Linked DNA regions of Ovis aries: region 2 is linked to region 1. Evidence: chromatin contacts called from public Hi-C data. All regions are on one chromosome and are shown on one strand. The core of a region is the stretch at or near the end of the contact, and the rest is flanking DNA. Distances in the headings are between cores, read along the strand shown.

Evidence for each region. Hi-C and Micro-C count contacts between places; a contact is called where the count stands out from the background.
Region 2: a Hi-C map of tail adipose tissue shows a contact between it and region 1, with 2.7 times the contacts expected there. The contact joins the enhancer-like site here to the promoter of AHCYL2 in region 1. A contact is called at or near these places in 5 of 16 Hi-C or Micro-C datasets (hypothalamus, liver, muscle and 2 more).

What each region holds. Positions count from the first base shown.
Region 1 is chr4:94,835,773-94,838,563 of ARS-UI_Ramb_v3.0, reverse strand. It overlaps AHCYL2 (adenosylhomocysteinase like 2), which reads right to left and starts at 1,272. Exons shown (of 16, transcript XM_060415121.1): 1 at 876-1,272. The coding sequence starts at 1,238.
Region 2 is chr4:94,915,817-94,918,516 of ARS-UI_Ramb_v3.0, reverse strand. The region is part of intron 1 of AHCYL2 (adenosylhomocysteinase like 2); the gene reads right to left. Among named protein-coding and RNA genes, the nearest start is that of AHCYL2, 80 kb to the right of the region's middle. Within about 2 kb of position 1,351, at least 7 of the 54 cell types and tissues checked have an H3K27ac peak or open chromatin away from gene starts, as enhancers often do. A contact at or near this core is called in tail adipose tissue, where this site is marked.

The sequences.
Region 1 (2,791 bases), core at 23-2,522:
TATCAAACATTCAGGCACATCTATCTACTCCTTGGTGTTCTGAGACTACTGCCTCTTCAAAACTATCTGAAAGAAGCTGGCAGCTTAGCAAAATCTGACAGTGATCGCCTTTCCCAAAAGTAGAAGCATTTCTTCCTAATACTTACGGACCATAATAAAAGAACCAATAAAAACAATCATTCTCTTTATACACAGTCTAACAATCCTGGTGATCAACTACTGAGCTGAGAGGACAAACCTCAAAGAGAAGAGTGGAGTGAATCTCTCCATTACCCTATTACCCTTCTACTTTCAGAGAAAACCTAAGGATCTTGCAGTATGTGGAATGAAGGGCACGGCATCAGTACTGCTAGATGGAAGCGCCTGGCCACAGAAAGGCAGAGAGTCATCTTCTGTACAGAAACCAGACAACTGAGGATCTCAACGCGAGGTAACTACTCCTTACAGAAAAGATGTCCAAACGGAAAAGCTCTTTCAACCCTTATTACTGGGTGAACTCTCAGAAGCAGTAAAGCTTTTCTACACCATCGGGGTCTTCTCCCCGACAGTCTGGAAAATACACACGGGAGTAGGTTAGGAGTACAGAAAGGTGTAATACGAGGTGCCTCTCCTCTCCCAGCCTATTCCAAGTAGTAAGGAAGGGCGCTACCTCCATGTTATTCCCAGCGAAGTACGGCCGTACCACCTGGAGTCTTCGCCCCCCAGCACTGGGGCCCGTGTGGGGGCATCTCTGAGAGAGCGGGTTTAAGGGGAAAAGAGATGTCTCTACTTCCAGCATCAGAAGGGAGGGCGTGGAGAGTGGTGCCGCCGCGCCGAGAGGATCTGCGGTTCCCCACCTCCCTCCCTCTCCGAAAGAGGCAGCCCGGCCCCAATACCTTCTTGACTGTGCGCGGCGCCTCGGTGACGGTGCCGTCGGGGCTGACCAGGGCTTCGCCGCCGTCGCGGTGCCTCTGATGCTGGTGATGAGGGTCGCTCCGCTTCATGGCCGACGCCTGAGGCACTTTCCCAGCGGCCGGGCTGAGAGCCGCTGCGGGCCCGGATCCCGGACCGGGGGCCGGGGGCCGCTCCGCGGCCGGAGCTGGAGCTTCAGGGTCCCCGCCGCCCGCTGGGGGGGCCATGGCGCTCCCGGCCGCTGTGCTCAGTCCCAGCTGCGGCTCCGCCTCGGAGGGGCTCAGGTCCTTCAGCTCCACCTCAGGCACCTTCGCGGCAGCAGCTGCTGACACGACCTGCACCGACATCACCGCCTCCACTGCAACCGCCGGCTCAGACTCTAGCTCCGGCTCGGCCCCGCCTCCCGCCTCCCTTCCCCTTCCCTCCCCCATTCCCCCACTCCTCCCCTCCATCGCCTCCGCTCCCACCCCCTTCCTCTGCCCGCCCGCCAACTCTCCAGCCAGCCCGGCCTCTCCCTCCCCACCCCGCCCCGCCCCGCCCCGCCCCGCGCAACCCGACCCGCCCCGCCCGACCCGGCTAGCTCCCGCGCGTGGTGCCACGGAACCTGTAGTGCGCTTGTTCAGGGCCGCACGCGGCGACAACACCGTGGGACCTCAGCCCCCGACCAGCACTGCGCGCTGCCGAGGGCGGGGCCGTGATGCCCCCTGGGAATTGTAGTCCCTGTCGCCTTCCGGCTAGCGGGATTCTGTAGTACTAGTGGAGCTCTAGTCCAGGCGACTAACGGAAAGGAGTGAGAACGGGTGACACGACAAAGGACATGAGAAAGAGTCTCCAGAGGAACTGGGGCTTCCGAGGAGACAACGCTAGAAACCCTCCGCCTGCGAAGGTGGGGGAAGAAAGGGCTCTCTACCCTGACAGTGTACATTTCCTCCCCGTGTGCTAGTCTAAGATCACGTAAGCAGGCGTTTAAAGGAAAAGCGGCATCACGTGGGGAGAGCGCAGGCCTCAGGCTGAAAGTGACTTGATTTTTCTGCCTCAGTGAAAGGGAACCCTAACACCTTTCTGAACTTTAATGGCTTTGTTTTTAGAAAGAATAAAATAAGACCTTATGTGCTGTGGTGATTTCTAGAACATTCTGGGCTTAGAGTTTACTATCAGTCCAAAAAAATAGAAGTTCGATATTACTAGGTAGGAAATTTTTAGGCTAAAGAGTCAGACACCACTTAACGACTAAACAACAACGACAAAAGAATTACACGTTGCCTTAAGCTTAATTCTTTTGCCCTGTTAATTCTCTTTTTCTTTCTTCTCCTTTTTCTCTTTGCCCCTCCATTCAGCTTGTAGGATCTTAGTTCAGGAATTGAACCCGGGGCCTTCAGCAGTGAAAGTAGTGAGTCCTAACCACCCAACCACCAGGGAATTTCCATTCTGTGAATTCTCATAGATGTCCAACCTAAGTTTGCATGCCAGTGGCACAAAGAGGTAAAATAAACCAAAATGTCAGAGTTGGGAGCACAGAAAGGTTTATTACAGAGTGCCAGGCACAAGAGGGAGCTAGTGCTCAAGAAAACCCAAACCCAGATGTCAAACAAAATTTGGGGTGAGGGCTGCCAATGTGTGACTATTCTGATTGGTTGGATGATGTCTGGATGTCTGGGGAATCTCAACCTTCTGGTTCCAAGGTGTCTAGGGTACACATACTTGTGGTCACATGTATGCGGTCACCATCATCTGCCTGGGTAGGGGGTTTTAGGTTCTGTAGAGGAGCTCAGAGATAAGTATCAGATTATTATCTATATCTCTTCAGAAGGAACTATGAGTCCTGTGACTCTATTGTCCTATTAAATGCTTGAGCCTGCTGTTTGGAATTTGGGGAATACCTAAAAGATTAAAGTCTTCT
Region 2 (2,700 bases), core at 102-2,601, 80 kb before region 1:
GATTTTTCTCAACTGTGCTGTGGTCTGAAGTTCTTCCCACCCAATCTTTCCTTCCCTGTCTTCCTTCACAAGCTGTTAGACCTGGATCACATTCTGAGAGCTCTCCCTGACTCTCCTGGCTCCCTTCCCTCTCTAGTTCACAGGTGTTTCCTCCAAGAAATCCTGTACCTCTAAACTGTCCTGACATCTGCATCATGGAAGAGCCAGACTGATGATATAGGGAATATAAGATAATTTAATGGGTCCTAACTCCACATTCTTCATACCCAACGTTATGTTTAAAATTGCAACATGGATGGCTTCTCTAGATAAGCAGTTAAAAGCCATGGAGCCCAAAGATGAGGAAAGAGAAACAAGCTCTTTTGAATCTCAGTATACTGCGGGTTCTTTTAACTATTTCAACTGGACACTCAAATACATCTGCCTCTGGAAACAAGGTATCTCTAAATGAATCACCACATTTTTCCCTGTCCTGTCTTGAACTTAGAAATAACTCAGAGATCTGGCCAGCACAAAACAGAACTGCACCACTCTCTGGCATTTAAGAAGTTATGAACAACAAATATGTTATCATCCCCATCCCTAAGGAAATTCTCAAATCTCACCCCAAGGACACATATTATGCCATCTTGTGACAGAGCACTCGTTCAAATAGGATTTCATATGTGTTTCTTTCTTTTTTTTGATGTTTACATTAGGCTTACTTCTACCATCATTCAGTTCCAAAGGGATAGTCTTAATTAAATCTGCCAAAGTTTCTAAATTATTGAAACAAATTGAGAATGTATAAAGGCTAAAACAACCAGTGGTTTTACTTTAGAACCTCAAGAATCATGTCGCCTTATTGTGTATAGTTCTTGATATACGAGGCATGACTAATAAACGCTAAACCAGTCCTCTGTAATCTGCCTCATAGGACAAAACTCTCTTTAATCATAAGATCAAAATATTTCATAGCAATTTCTCAAGGGAAAAAGCTTCTTAACTCTTACATTTTGGCCTTATAGCTTCATACTATAAAAAGTTCTGAGGGATGAAGGTGACACCATTACTGCAAAACTATATCAGGACATTACTTTTAGAAACATAGACATTCTCCTGCCCTTAGTATCACCTTCTTACAAAGTTTCCTAGTCCAGGCTAAATAATTCCTCTCTTGCTCTAATGTTAATAACCTTCAGATATTTGGGAGTGTATCTCTCCTGGATCTCACAGCTGCCAGATTTTAGTCAACTCTCCATGCTTAAATTTTTAAATGATCTTTGTAAATTCATCTATGCACTACAGTTGCTCTCACAACTCACCACTTTCTGCTTCTATCATGCTGACACTGTGCTAAATGTAATACTCCCAGTGGGCTCTTGCCAATTCCCTGTGCTGTGGCGCAATTCTTCTTTGTCTACTGCCTAGAATAGCATGAGTTTTCCTTTGACTGCCAGATCACATTTCAAGCCCAAACCAAGTTTGTTATCTGCCATTACTGTCAAGACTCTCTTGCTCTCTGGGTTTTCTTTCTCTCTTTTTTTACCCCTGTTAGATCACTTGTATCTCCTCTTCAGCTTCTGAAACAAGAGTAGAACTGTGCCCTAATGCTAATTTCTCAAGTGACTATTATCCATATTTTGGCCTATTGGTACTAGAAACTACTTATTGATAATGTTCATAACAGCTTTCCTCCCTGTTGGATTCCCACTAAAGATCTTCCTTTATTAAATCTTCATTCAAATCTACACCCAGACTGTATATTCTCCACAGTTCATTTAATTCAATACACTTTTACTAAGCACCTAGTAGATGCAGATGTTGTGAATAAGGATGAATATATCACTTTTGCCCTCAAACAGTTCACAGTCTTATTTGAAAGACATATATATCTATATTTATAAAACAGCATAACACAATAATGGAAGATTATACAAACTAAAGAGCCTCTTGAAAGTGAAAGAAGAGAGTAAAAATGTTGGCTTAAAGCTCAACATTCAGAAAACTAAGATCATGGCATTCGGTCCCATCACTTCATGGCAAATAGATGGGGAAACAGTGGCAGACTTTATTTGTCGGCGGGGGGGGTGGGGGTGGGGGTGGAGGGGGGGTGGGGCTCCAAAATCACTGCAGATGGTGACTGCAGCCATGAAATTAAAAGACACTTGCTCCTTGGAAGGAAAGTTATGACCAACCTAGACAGCATATTAAAAAGCAGAGAATTACTTTGCCAACAAAGGACTGTCTAGTCAAAGCTATGGTTTTTCCAGTAGTCAAGTATGAATGTGAGAGTTGGACTATAGCTAAGTGCCAAAGAATTGATGCTTTTGAACTGTGATGTTGGAGAAGACTCTTGAGAGTCCCTTGGGCTGCAAGGAAATTAAATCAGTCCATCCTAAAGGAAATCAGTCCTGAATATTCATTGGAAGGACTGATGCTGAAGCTGAAACTCCAATCCTCTGGCCACCTGATGCAAAGAACTGACTCAGTGGAAAAGACCTTGATGCTGGGAAAGACTGAAAGCAGGAGGAGAAGAGGGACGACAGAGGATGAGATGGTTGGATGGCATCATCGACTGAATGGATATGAGTTTGAATAAACTCCGGGAGTTGGTGATGGCCTTCTGGACAGGAAGGCCTGGTGTACTGCAGTCCATGGGGTCGCAAAGAATGGGACACGACTGAGTGACTGAACTGAACTGACTGATACAAACTATAA